2 separate regions of the Mus musculus genome follow, and region 1 is linked to region 2. The links are chromatin contacts, called in public HiChIP or PLAC-seq maps. All regions are on one chromosome and are shown on one strand. The core of a region is the stretch at or near the end of the contact, and the rest is flanking DNA. Distances in the headings are between cores, read along the strand shown. Region 1 overlaps Slc2a5 (solute carrier family 2 (facilitated glucose transporter), member 5). Region 2 has its middle 5.0 kb from the start of Gm13067.

Region 1 (6,477 bases), core at 140-2,639, 110 kb before region 2:
ATAGCGGAGCAGCTGTCCTAAGCCAGGGCTCACACTGAGGGCTCTAAAATGGGCACGGTTAAACTGCAGCCTTGCACTGCAGGAAAGTCACAGACAAGGGTGGAGGTCTAACATTGCCATCCCTTTCAGTTCCCTAAAGGCTCAAAGGATTTCGACATTTTTGTCTCCTCTGCCCAGGCCTAGAATGTTCTCTTCAGGACAGAACCGCTCCTGCCCTCCTGCACAGGGCGATGTAGCAGAGAGTCTGCTCCTGTTGCCTGGGGCTCCCTGAGACTCAACCCCAGTCCATTGATTTTAGGTCCCAGCTCCTAGGGATAATGTAGCACCTTGATGGAGGGGTCCTGGACACGTGTAGGGACAAGAAGACAGGGGAGCATGGCAACTCGACACAGAGCCAGCCAGGCTCAGGCTACAGGGTCTGAATCTTAACAGGACTTTGCACATGTTTCAATCTGCTGAGTTTCGGGTTCTGTATCTGTAAAGTGGGTATGTTTAAAGTACATGACCTCCTGAGGCCGCTGAGAGAAACAGATGCGCTATTACAGAAGACATGGCGCCCAGGCCACGGCAGGCATGAGCATTGCAGCCGGCCTCCCTTCCAGAGGCTTAAGGCTCAAAAAGAAAGACAGGGAGGAAGGAAATAAAAGAGAAGTGATGGGGGCAGGGCTGGGCCCAGTTGGGAGAGGGTTTGCCTAGCATCTGCACAGATCTCCAGCACTGCATAAAACATCGGCGGTCTTGCCTGCCTGTAATCTCAGGGCTTGTTGGTGGCGGCAGGAGGATCATCTGTTCAAGGACACTCTGACTACCACATGAGTTTGAGGCCAGCCTGGCTTAAATGAGACCTTATCTCAACACGGGGGTGGAGGTGGGGGTGGGGTGGTGGGGTGGGGTAAAGTGTCCTGAGACTGAGAAAGAGGAGGCAATGATGCCACGTCTGAGAGTGCGGACAGTCACTTAGCAGCTCAGGGGAAACAGACCCTTCCTGTTAAGTTGAGAAGCCTTGCTGTCTTCTAGAAGGAGCTGTCACCGCATGCTTGTTCAGGCAAAACCCGTGTGGCTAGCTCCAGAACAGCCGAGTGGACAAAGGACAGTCTCCACTGGACATAACAGGGAAGTCAGAGGGCAGAAGCTTCCAGTAATGGTGCTAGGTAGCAGCTTTGGGGAGAGGGGGCTGGGGGCTGGGGCCTCTTCTCACCATCCTCATTTGCCAAGAGACTCCGAAGGCCAAACAGCTGGGCCACAAGGATGCCGACAGTGATGAAGAGTTGCGGGACCACTCCCAGAGCCCCTCGTAGGTTTTTCGGGGCCAGCTCCCCTAAGTACATAGGGACCACGTTGGAAGAGATACCTGGAAGGAGAGTCACAGTAAGAATACAACCAGGAAGGCTGGAGGGCTGACTCAGAGGTTAAAAGCACTGGTTGCTCTTCCAGAGGGCCCGAGGTGACTCACAACAATCTATAGTGAGATCTGGTGCCCTCTTCTGGTGTGCAGGCATACATGCAGACAGGATACTGTATGCATAATAAATAAATCTTTAAAATAAAATAAAATAAAATAAAGAACACAGAAAATGTCTGGTAGAAACCAACTGTGTCTTCGAAGACTCAATGTACCTTGCCAGGTGAACTATCTAGCCTGCTCCCCACCAAGCCCTTAAAATGGGGATAATTCCGTTGGTAAGTACTGTGGGAGAGCTCCTAAAAGCACCCCCGAGAGGTGGACCTCTGGCCTCCACATACAAGTGCACACCTGTTCACCCTGCCTCTCACACACACCCTCCTGTAACACAGTGAATGAATGAATGAATGAATGAATGAATGAATGAATGAACGGCCCTTGTAAGTACCTCTTCTATTTCTTAGTTCCTTAAACATCAAGGAAAGAAATCACATGGGCGAAGCTCCTGACAGGAGTATTCGCTTCTTGACTGTGTTACCTGGGGATGCAGCCCAGCCAGACCCTACATCCTTGCTCCTGACTGGCCCAGGTCATAGAGGGAAGAGGATTAGACACGCCCCTCTCCTTCCCCTCAGAGAGAAAAGAATCAGTCATGGAAAGGCACAATAGCCCTGCCCACTGGCTTACTTTCTGGGGACAGCACATGGCAATAAACTCCTGCCTTAGGCAGCTAACACACATAGCAGGCAGAAGGTTAGACCCAGGCCAGCCTAGGGTACAAAGGGGTGCCCTGTCTTAGAAAAGCTTTGATTGGCAATTAACTCAGAAGAAAAGCTTAAAATGTAAAAAATATCAAATTTTAATATATATTGTATATATGCATTGCTGGGATTTATGTATGCTGAGGCTACTCTGAACTCCACTATTTAATCTGTTTTAAAAAGATTTATTGTTTTAGTGATGTGATTTGGCATGTGTGTTTTGTGGGTGTGTTTACAGACATGTCAGATTCCCTGGGAGCTGAATTTTATAGGCAGGTGGTTGTGAGCTGCCCGACCTGGGTACTAGAAACTGAACTGAGCCATCTCTCCAGCGCCCCCCCCCCCGGCCCGCTATGTAATCTTGTAAAATTTCCCATCATGTCAAAATATGACTCTTTTAGGAATAGACAAACTGGGGGCTGGTGGGATGGCTCAGTGGGTAAAGGCACCAGCTGCCAGCTCTCATGATCTGGGTTCAGTTTGCAGGATGCACATGGCGGAAGAAGAGGGGGATGCACATTGCTTCACCCCACGAGATAAACAACTAAATATAAAAAAAACCCGAGAAACAAAAATGCAAGGGCCAGAGAGGTGGCTCAGCAGTTAAGAGAACTGGCTGCCCTTGCAGAGGTCCGGAGTTCCGTTGCCAGCGCCCTCATCAGGAGGTGCATAACACCTGTAACTCCAGCCACTGCATCCGCCTTTCTCTTCTCTGCAGGCACCTGCACTCATCTGCACACACCTCCCCCAAACTGCCCCCTCCCCCAGTTCAATAATAAAATAAATATAAAAAAAGTATAGGTGGGGCACTGGGAGGTGAGAAGAGTGCGTGTCTAGTGTGCACAGGGCTTTGGGTTCCATCCCCAGTACAAAAGGACGCTTGTGGTTTAGCTGAGAGAGAGACAGAGACAGAGGGACAGAGAGAGAGACAGAGAGACAGAGAGAGAGACAGAAAGAGACAAGGAGACAGAGAGAGAGTGAGAGAGAGAGAGAGAGAGAGAGAGAGAGAGAGAGAGAGAGCCAGGAAAGAAAGAGGGTCCACGTGTAAAGGCTCTTAATACAAAACCCAACAACCTGACTTTCATCCCGCCCCCCTCCCGGGGACCCACACTGTGGGAGGAGAGAGCTGACTCCTGCCAGTTATCCTCTGACCTCCGAAACAAGCTGTGGCAGGTGTGTGCCCCTCACGTACACAAACACACTCAATAAGTAAATGTAAAAAAAAAATAACAGCAACGACAAAAATGAGAACAAGTACAAAATCCTGGTAAGCGTGTCTGGATTAAGTACATTTACGTGTCTAGAATCAATCTCTACTTTGGATATTTTCGGGGGGAGGGGTCTTGTTATGTAGCCCATGTTAGCCTCAAACTTGAGGTCCGCCTGTCTCAGGCCCCCAGGTCTAAAATTACAGGGATGCCACTCTCCTGGGACAGACCCTGCAGACCAAAGTGGGAAGACCCTAGAGTTAATTTGGGGCGGGACAGGGCGGGGCATGAGGAGGGGGCGTGGCGTGGCGTGGAGGGGGTGGAGGTGGGATGGGGAAGCAACTGTAATGTCTGCATTCCTTCTGGCCAGGGAAAGCCTTCAGTCCTCTTGCCAAGGAGTTGATCAACAAACAACAAACCCATGAACTGTGAGAAAGCAAAGCGCAGCGACCTTCGCTCCCCAGTCACGGCTGGGCTGTTTGTTTCCTTCTCGGGTGAGCTATGCGGCCAGCGCAGGTGGCAGAGGAGCTTCGGGAAGCTGCCTGTCATCCACTGCATGGCTAACTGAACACAGGGGCAGTTTTGAACATCCAGCCGGCTGGGCAGTGATTCTACAGCGGATTACAAGAGCCCTCTGCCCGGGGCCTCACCCCAGTAGCCACGGGGCACCTCCCTCCCGCGGGCCATCCACGCCCCTGTTGCCCAAGGTGCTGATAATGGAGCCACTGGCTGCTGCCACGTGTGATGGCCATGTGTGATGCACACGTGTCACCATGCCCTTCTTGGGAAACACCCTGGAGGAGGTCACCCGGATGTTTCTCAGTCCCGGGGCTGGTGGGAGGTTTTGTAATTTTGTTGATTGTTTATACTTATTTACTGTATAACTATAATTTATCATTTGTCTCATGAAAACAACAACAACAAAAATCCAAATGGCTGCTGTTAAGACAGACACTAAAGTGATTTGCAAAGACGTGGAATAATGGCACCCTTCATATGAAACTTTAGTTAAGTCTACTTTTTTTGGTTTGTTTGTTTGTTTGGGTTTTTGTTGTTGTTGTTGTTTTTTTTTAAGAGGCAGCATCTTAGGAAGAGCAGCCTGGTCTTGAACTCAGCACACCTGGCAGTTGCATTGTTTTGTTTTCTGGCTGATTATCTTTCATGAAAACTCTATGCCCGCAGATCCTCTTTGATCTGTCCCTGTGGGCCATGGCACAGGGGTACCACACTGACAAATAAATATGCAAATGAAAAAAATGAGGCCAACATTGGCTAGAAGTATGCTTTTTGAAGTATAAAGTTGGAGTTTCTACCCCATCACCACCTCCACAAAGGTCTTAGTCAGGTGTGCTAATGCACTCCTGTAATCCTAGCACTTGAGAGGCTGATGCAGGAGGATTGCTAAAAGTTTGAGGTCAGTCAGTGTGAGCTACAGAATGTCTCAAAAGCAAACACAAGCAAAGAAAAACAAAACAACCAAGGTCTTGCTACACATTGTGTCAGCCTAGCCTCAAACTGGTAATCCTCCTGCCTCAGCATGGCATGTGTTAGAGCCCCCATAGCCACAGGTTAGGATTTATTTCTGTGTGTGTGTACTGCGAATGAAGCCACTTGTGGAGCTGGTGTCCTGCCCTGAGCTCTATTCCCCGCCCTCTTGTTACTTTTTGTTTTGCTTTGAGATAGGGTTCGTCCAAGCCAACCTTGAACTTCCAATCCTCTTGCCCTTGCTTATCAAGTAGCTGATATCATAGGTGTATGCCACCAGAGCCAGCATCTGTCACGATTCTTAAATTACATTTATTCTGCCCCCACCCCCACCCCCACCCCCATGCATTCGCAAGCACACCACACATATACATATTTAAGACATTTTGGGGGAGCTGTGCGTCTATCATGTGGACTCGAGGTAGAACTCAGGTTGTCCGTTTGGTGGCAAGTGTTGGCATTTCATCTAGGCTCCGCCCCACAGTTACCTGGCAGCAGCCAGGTGTGCTGTCTCACTATAAAAGGGGCTGCTCGCCCCCTCCTCACTCTCTGTCCTCTTGCTCTTGCTCTCTCCTCTTACCCTCCTCCTTTACCTTCGTCCCACTCCCCTCCCCCTCTCTCTCCACGTGTTCATGGCTGGCCTCTTCTCTCTCTCTCTCTCTCTCTCTCTCTCTCTCTCTCTCTCTCTCTCTCATTCTGCTTTTCCAACTACCCTCTCAATTCCCCTCCCCACGCCCTGAATACATTCTATTCTACACTATGGCTGGTACCTCAGGGGGAAGGCATGCCTCAGCATGGGCCTGCAGAGGCGCCCCCTTCCCCCACACCATACCGTGCCTCCACCAAACATATTCCTGGTTTCTCTTTCTTTTTATAAAACACAACAGTAAGTACTTTTACTTGATGAGCTATCTTGCCAGCCCTAATTGTGGAGTTTTAGCTGTGATTTATTGGTCAGAGTTGTTTTATTTATACTGTTCTTGTTATTATTATTATTATTAACCTTTCCTGAAAGCCCATGATCAATGGAAAAGAGACTGTACTAGCTCACAGCTGACAACTTCTGGAAGTTTTTTATCTCTTGAAAAGCTTTTGCAGGGAAAACCAAAGGCAGAGACAAAGACATGGCTAATGACTGCCCAGGCATTCTCAGGGGTGGGGGTGGGGTGAGGAGAGTGACTCAGCACTGAGTGGGGTCGGCCCAACACACACACACACACACACACACACACACACACACACACACTCCCCCATCCTGCAGTTCTTCACTTTGGCTGGCCTGAGCTAACTATTGTAGATCAGGCTGGCCTCAAACTCACAGAGATCCATCTCTACTTCCTGAGTGCTGAGTCGGTGCTGAGATACTGAGAAAAAAGCCCAGGCGTGCACCACCGCTGGCAACAGCAGCTTCCAGACTTCTCTGCCTGCTCATTTGCTTACATCCAGCCAGATCATCCCTCCACCCCTACCCCACATTTGGAAGGACATATAGCAGGTCACTCTGGCATCAACTAGGAGATGCAGGACGACACCGGTCAGGAGGTGCCCACCCTGCTTCTGAAGGACCCTGAGAGCTGGCAAGGCCACTCCTGACTGGTCACTGGGAAAGGCTGACTGCTGG
Region 2 (6,503 bases), core at 691-3,190:
ATGGTGACCCCACTGGTGAAACCACATGCTGGCCTCTCTTGTGCTTCTGGTATTGACTCCTACAACACAGGGCACATCTTGACACTAAAGGGAAACTAAGGCACAAAGAGGCTTGTGTCGCATAGGTATTAGCGGCAGGCTTGAGGCCATCTGGCTCTTACCCACACTTCTGCTTTACCATGTTCGAGCTGCCAGTGCTCCTGACTCAACTTTCTGGTGATAGTTTTCAGCCACCTCTGACGTGCGTCCTTCCTCGGGCATTTTGGACGTGTGCTCTGTGCTGGTCACAATCTCCTTTTCTGCCTCTTCTTCTTCCTCCTCCTCCTCCTCCTCCTTCTCTTCCTCCTCCCCACTTTTATTCCTCAAAAACAATTCCATCAACTTACACTTTGATAGGAAGACAAACTTGCCTAGGCCAGCAAGAGAGGAGGGATGTGCACACAGGGGTCCGAGGCAGCCATGGTCGAGCTCCCTGCAAGGGTGCTGGCAGGCACTGATGTCACCCTTTCTTTTATTTTCTGTAACATAGGGAGAAAACTAGGTTAAAGTCATGTGATGTTCTGGCTGGAGGTTGCTCTCAAACACACCTCCAGGGTCAAGGCGGCGTGTTTCCTGTTTAAGGATGAGGCAGACTCTCTCTATCCTGGAGCCTGGGGCTAGGGTCATTGGAAGCTAGGATGGCTACTGGATTTAGGAGATTCTCTTCAGCAAATCATTTAAAGTCCCCTGGCCTGTGGATTACCACGCGTCTGCATTGGGAGTGGAAAGAGCGACGTGGATCACGGCTTTCCCGTCACTAATACAAAAAGACCGTCACTAGAAAGGGGACCAAGATGGTAGTGCCAGCAGAAGATGAAGGTCTTCTCCTTCAGGATCTCTTAGGTCCTTTATGTTGACGGCCACACGTGGAGATCCTTCTGCTCCGAGGACGTGGGGGTGACAAAGCCAAATGCACGCACCCTTGATGAGACCCCTTCCACCATAACCCAGTGTTCACACCCCGCTCTGGACCACTATACATGCTCAGGCAGAACCATGCATGCCCAAGGAGCAGACAGGCCATCTTGCGCCTGCATCTTTGGGGTTCCCCATTGGCTCATTGTTTGTATTAAACAGATGCCATGTACGGAGAAGAAAGCAGTTCTGCCCACAGAGTCTTTGCTGCTGTCTCTCTTGTCTCCAACACAACTAAAGTGTAGCTGGCATTCCCTTGCTTGTTAAACTGTTCTGTTAAGAGGTTGGGAGGTAGCAGGCTTCTGGGAACGGTCTTCCCAAGGGGGTCTGTGCTTAACAGAAGAACAAAGACATTTTAACTACAAAAGGAATGGTGGGTGCATCTTCAGGCCCCAGTAGCCAAATGGAAGTTATTTTTATCACAGGGCAGACTTCCAGGGCCCTTGAGGGCCTCTTTGCGCATGTGCCTGCATTTCTTCATCTGCACCAAAATGTCCCCCGAACCCGCCTTTTGCTGGCAGGTTGTCTTCCTGTCTCCCTGCCATAGGACAGTTGTGTCATTCCTCCTAAGCCCCCAGCAACAACCAGGAGTAACATAGGGCCCCACAGCACCTGTGAATAAATGGAGAAGAAGCCTTCTGGTTTTTTCTCTGAGGCTGGGTCAAACTGTTCATTTCTAGGCAAATCTGTGTCTTCACACTGCTCGCAAAATTCTCGTGGGTCACCGCGAGAGGAGAGGAAGCTGCTTTTTACAACTCCGTGTCACAGTTGCTGGACACAGACGCAGAAGTTTCCCCTGCCGTGTCCTCTGGCACAGGCTGGGAGTGTTGGCTCCTGCAGCCCCCACCTCTACAGCCCCAAATTCCTTCAAAATGGGCCCTTGGCTTAAGATAAAAGGAAGGCCTCAACAAGGCCAAAGGCTGCAAGACCTCCTAGCCTTCGCACTCTCAGCCAACAGTTCTGCCCCTCCCCACAAGGGCTTCCTTCCATATCTCTGCTCCTCACACCTTTTGCCACAGTCTCTGCAGCCTGGCACTTGCTGCTGTCTGGGGTTCCCTGGCTCTCTGGTTCATGCCTGGCTCTGGCTCTTCTTAGTGGGATGGTACCCTGTGTAGATAGAGGTTTCTTAGTGGGGTGGTACCCTGTGTAGACAGAGGATGGTGCCCTGTGTAGACAGAGCTGTGGAGATTCTTCATGGGAAACCATCTAGTCCGAGAGATATACCCCTCAACAAATGATAGCAACCACTCATAGACTTACCACGACTACTTCCCGGCTGGCCGGCTTCTGGTGTCCTACCATCTTTTACCCCGATGCCCGTGTTTGTCTGTGTCTGCCGCTGTATCAGAGCACTCCAGGCTGGATGGCTGAGACAGTAGAATCTACCCGTTTCACAGTTCTGGGGTTGGGAGTGCAAGAGGAAGTGCAGATGAGGCTGTTCTGCTGGCTTGAAGGTAGAGTCTTCTTCTTGAGTACCCCGCGAATGTTCCTGTCTGTCCGAGTCTCTTTGTACAAGAATGGTGAGCGGACCAGGCCTATCCTAAGGACATCCTTTGAACAAAGATATCTCTTGGAAGTTGGTCTGCAGGTTGGGCACTTAGGGTTAGGGACCCCATGGATGAAGGAAGTTTTCAGAAAAAAAACGAGCTCATTTCTCTTTCACTTAAAAACCCAGTGAGGGGGCTGGAGAGATGGCTCAGTGGTTAAAAGCACTGACTGCTCTTCTGAAGGTCCTGAGTTCAAATCCCAGCAACCACATGGTGGCTCACAACCATCTGTAATGAGATCTGACACCCTTTTCTGGTGCATCTGAAGACAGCTACAGTGTACTTAGATATAATAATAAATAAATCTTAAAAAAAAAAAAGCCCAGTGAGATGGCTCAGGAGAAAAAGGAGCTTGCTGCAAACCACCCAATGTCATCCCCAAGACTCACAGGGCAGAAGGAAAGAACCCACTCCTGCAAGTTGACCTCTGACCTCCAGACCTGTATGACTGGCATGTGTGCAGTCCCTGATTCCTGGTTCCCAAATAAACACATACATTTGCTTTTTTTTTTCTTTTTAATTAAAAATATATATATTATAGAGGTCCTTGGTACTTATGGTGGCTCATCCGCTTTTCTGATCTACCATCCTTAACCTGAGGCAAAAGAGAGACTGGTGTGTCATCTGTCCCACCAGCCTCTCAAAGAAGAGACAAAGAAAAGGCAAACATGCGGGGAAAGTCAAAACCTCTGCGTCATGTCACTCTACCTGATCAACTCTGCATCACTCTACCTGATCGGCTTTGGAGGGCAGAGCTCAGACACCCGACACACTCAGCTGCAAAAGAAGCTTGGGAATAGAGCAGCAGAACTCTTAACATTGCCACACAGAATGAAATCAAGGGGCTGTCAAGGGGCTGTCATTAGGGAGAGGGGTGGGGAGTGGGCTGAGGGGCCACCAAGTAGGTGAGGAATGCTGACCTTCCAGGGGAGTGTGGGCTGGGTTTTCTTTTTCTTTTTCTTTCTTTCTTTTTTTTTTTTTTTTGGTTTTTTCGAGACAGGGTTTCTCTGTGCAGCCCTGGCTGTCCTGGCACTCACTTTGTAGACCAGGCTGGTCTTGAACTCAGAAATCCACCTGCCTCTGCCTCCCGAGTGCTGGGATTAAAGGCGTGCGCCACGTCTGCTGACTTCTGCTCGCAGCTATTCTCAGGCACCTCGGGCACAATCTCAAACAACAGAAGAGTAAAGAGAAAAGACTGAATCTTTTTATAACTAGGATCTAATTAAAAGGCTGTTTTTAAAGAGAACACAGAATTCCTTGAATAGTAGGCTTCCGGGTCTTGTGAACCACCAACCTCGGCCTGAGCCTAGGAAATGGCCGGCATGAGGGCAGGACTAAGGTGCGGGACAAGAGGGTCAGTACTGCGTTTGCTCACTCAGAGGAGGCCCCTTCTTAATCAGGGCGGTTAAGGACCACGCCCATCCTGTGGAACTGAGAGGAAGGAGGGTGACTGGGAGACCTTGTCACCTTTTAGATTTTGCATGACTCAAAACTATTAAAATAATAATAATAATAAGTGTTTTTATTTATTATAGCTTTATTATAATATATAATTATAGTATTGTGTTTATTATAGTTGTTGTTATTATTATTATCATCATTATTATTATTTGATGTTAGGATTAAATCCAAGGTTTGGTGTAGCTAAGCAGTCCTTTTCCATTGAGATGCACACCCCAAACACCCAGATCTGTTTTTTGTTTTTTTGTTTTTTTCTCCTTTGAGACAGGGTCTTGCTATGTAGCCCAGGCTAGCCTGGAACTTGCATATATCCTGCCTCAGCCTACTGAGGGCTGGAATCACAGATGTGCATCATTGGACCCAGCTCTGGGGATGCATCTCAGTGGCAGGGGCTCACCTAGCACATGCAAGGTTCTAGGCTTGATTCCCAGCACCAAATGGGAGAAAGCAAAAAAAAGAAAATAACAAGTGTTGGCAAGGATATATAGGAGAAGTGGGAGCTTGGGACATCGATGGTATGGCAGTTATAGGATGTAGCTATGGTAGAAACCAGCTATGGGGGCTTTTAAAAGGTAAATCTATGTGTTTCAGAGCACTTTCTGCTTTTGCAGAGGACCCAGGCTCCATTCCCAGCACCCAGTTTACAGCTGCCTATAGCTCCAGTTCCAGGGGATCCCACACTGTCTTCAGTCCTCCATCAACACCAGCAATATATGGTGCACATAAATTCATGCAAGCATACACACAGACATTAATAAACAATGCGTTCGTTTTAAAGCTAAATATAGATTTGCCAATCAACCTGGCAGCTTCAGTTCTTCATAAAGATCTGAGAGAGAGAGAGAGAGAGAGAGAGAGAGAGAGAGAGAGAGAGAGAGAGAGAGAGAGGAGGGCTGAAGGAAGGAAGGGCTGAGGAGGTCCCTAAAACGCTTCTTCCCCAGAGCCCACTCAATCAGTCCCCAGGATGCTTCTCTTCTGACTTGTAGACTTAAGCTCTCCCTGCACGAGCCCGCGCATGGACCCACGTCCCTGTTCTAAGTTCCAGGACACTCTGGTGCTTGAAGGAATCCCCACGGCACTAAGGAACGCAGGACAACTTTGGAGCGCTGTCTGCGGAAAGCAGGTGGAGGTGAGGCAGGAAGTGTGAACAGGAGCCCTCATTGATTCGAGTGCTAGCTGTGCTAATTGCAGAGGTGAGAAGAACCTCTGGCAGACATTTTTAAAGCTGTTGCCCATAGCTGCTGCACGGAACAAGTGGAACCCACAGGGTCCAAAAGAAAGCAGTCTCACCTTCCCTGCGCCTGGTCTGAAAAAAAAATGGCCCCCGTGACCCTTGGATGGAATCTAAGGCTGGGCCCTAAAAGTCCTGGCCCTTGCCTCAGTCCCACAGAGGAGCTGCAACCCCAAAGTCATGACCCCTCCCCCCTTAGTCTAGAATCTCCCACTGGTGTCCTCCTCCTTGTGACATGCCTGCCTCCTCCTGCAGTGGGGGATGCAGGAGACACAGGAGCACACAGGTCTAAAGCTTTTCACTTGGCATGCACTGCAGGGGTGGTCTTTAACCCGAGGATATCCCAGTTTTCCTCCCCACCTTTTTCTTCCTTCTTTCTGGTTTAGGCAAGGTAGGATCTTTTGATATTTCCTCGTTTCTTTTTCTTTTCTTTCTTTTTTTCTTTTTCTTTTTTTTAAAAAAAGATTTATTATTATATCTAAGTACACTGTAGCTGTCTTCAGACACACCAGAAGAGGGCGTCAGATCTCATTACGGATGGCTGTGAGCCACCATGTGGTTGCTGGGGTTTGAACTCAGGACCTTTGGAAGAGCAGTCAGTGCTCTTACCCCCTGAGCCATCTCTCCAGCCCCTTCTTTCTCTCTTCCTTCCTTCCTTCCTTCCTTCCTTCCTTCCTTCCTTCCTTCCTTCCTTCCTTTCTTAAAAATAATTATTCACTTATTTTATTATATGAGTACACTGTAGCTGTCTTCAGCCACACCCAGAAGAAGGCATCAAATCCCATTACGGATGGTTGTAAGCCACCATGTGGTTGCTGGGAAATGAACACAGGACCTCTGGAAGAACAGTCAGTGCTCCTAACCGCTGAGCCATCTCTCCAGGTCCTTGACATTTCTCTGTAGTAGTTATCGTTATTACTGTGCAAGAGGCCAGAGATACTGTTTCCAAACATCTCTTCCCATTCTCTCTTTTCACTCTTTATACAAAAATCTTTTGTGCTGGGTGCACAGTGCACACCTTCAATCCCAACACTTGGGTGGCAGATGCAGCAGGTTTTTGAATAGCCTGGTCTACACGGTGAGTTCCAGAGATACATGTTGCTTTAAAAAAATAAAAATCCTCTATGTGTCTCTCTGTGTGTGTGTGCGTGCAAGCACACACCATGGCAAGTGTGTGGAGCTCAGAGGACAGCCTCAGCCGCTGGTCCTCACTGTCACCTTCTGCTTTCCTCGAGGCAGGGTCTCTGTTGTTGCTGTTGCCCTGGTTGTGCTGGCCCTTAGGCTACTCATCTCACAATAGGTGTTCTAAT

The links. HiChIP or PLAC-seq counts read pairs in DNA pulled down with a chosen protein or histone mark.
Region 1: an H3K27ac HiChIP or PLAC-seq map of microglia shows a contact between it and region 2, with 4 times the contacts expected there. The contact joins two enhancer-like sites. A contact is called at or near these places in 3 of 39 promoter capture datasets (hippocampal neurons, liver and trophoblast stem cells), 3 of 484 Hi-C or Micro-C datasets (3T3-L1-derived adipocytes, embryonic stem cells and liver), 3 of 115 datasets of contacts at active chromatin or transcription factors (embryonic forebrain, embryonic stem cells and microglia) and 3 of 9 other capture datasets (adipose tissue, liver and pancreatic islet).

The regions. Positions count from the first base shown.
Region 1 is chr4:150,130,418-150,136,894 of GRCm38.p6, reverse strand. It overlaps Slc2a5 (solute carrier family 2 (facilitated glucose transporter), member 5), which reads right to left. Exons shown (of 14, transcript NM_019741.3): 7 at 1,199-1,351. Among named protein-coding and RNA genes, the nearest start is that of Slc2a5, 14 kb to the right of the region's middle. Within about 2 kb of position 1,389, at least 32 of the 459 cell types and tissues checked have an H3K27ac peak or open chromatin away from gene starts, as enhancers often do. A contact at or near this core is called in microglia, where this site is marked.
Region 2 is chr4:150,021,113-150,027,615 of GRCm38.p6, reverse strand. No RefSeq gene overlaps it. Among named protein-coding and RNA genes, the nearest start is that of Gm13067, 5.0 kb to the left of the region's middle. Within about 2 kb of position 1,940, at least 3 of the 459 cell types and tissues checked have an H3K27ac peak or open chromatin away from gene starts, as enhancers often do. A contact at or near this core is called in microglia, where this site is marked.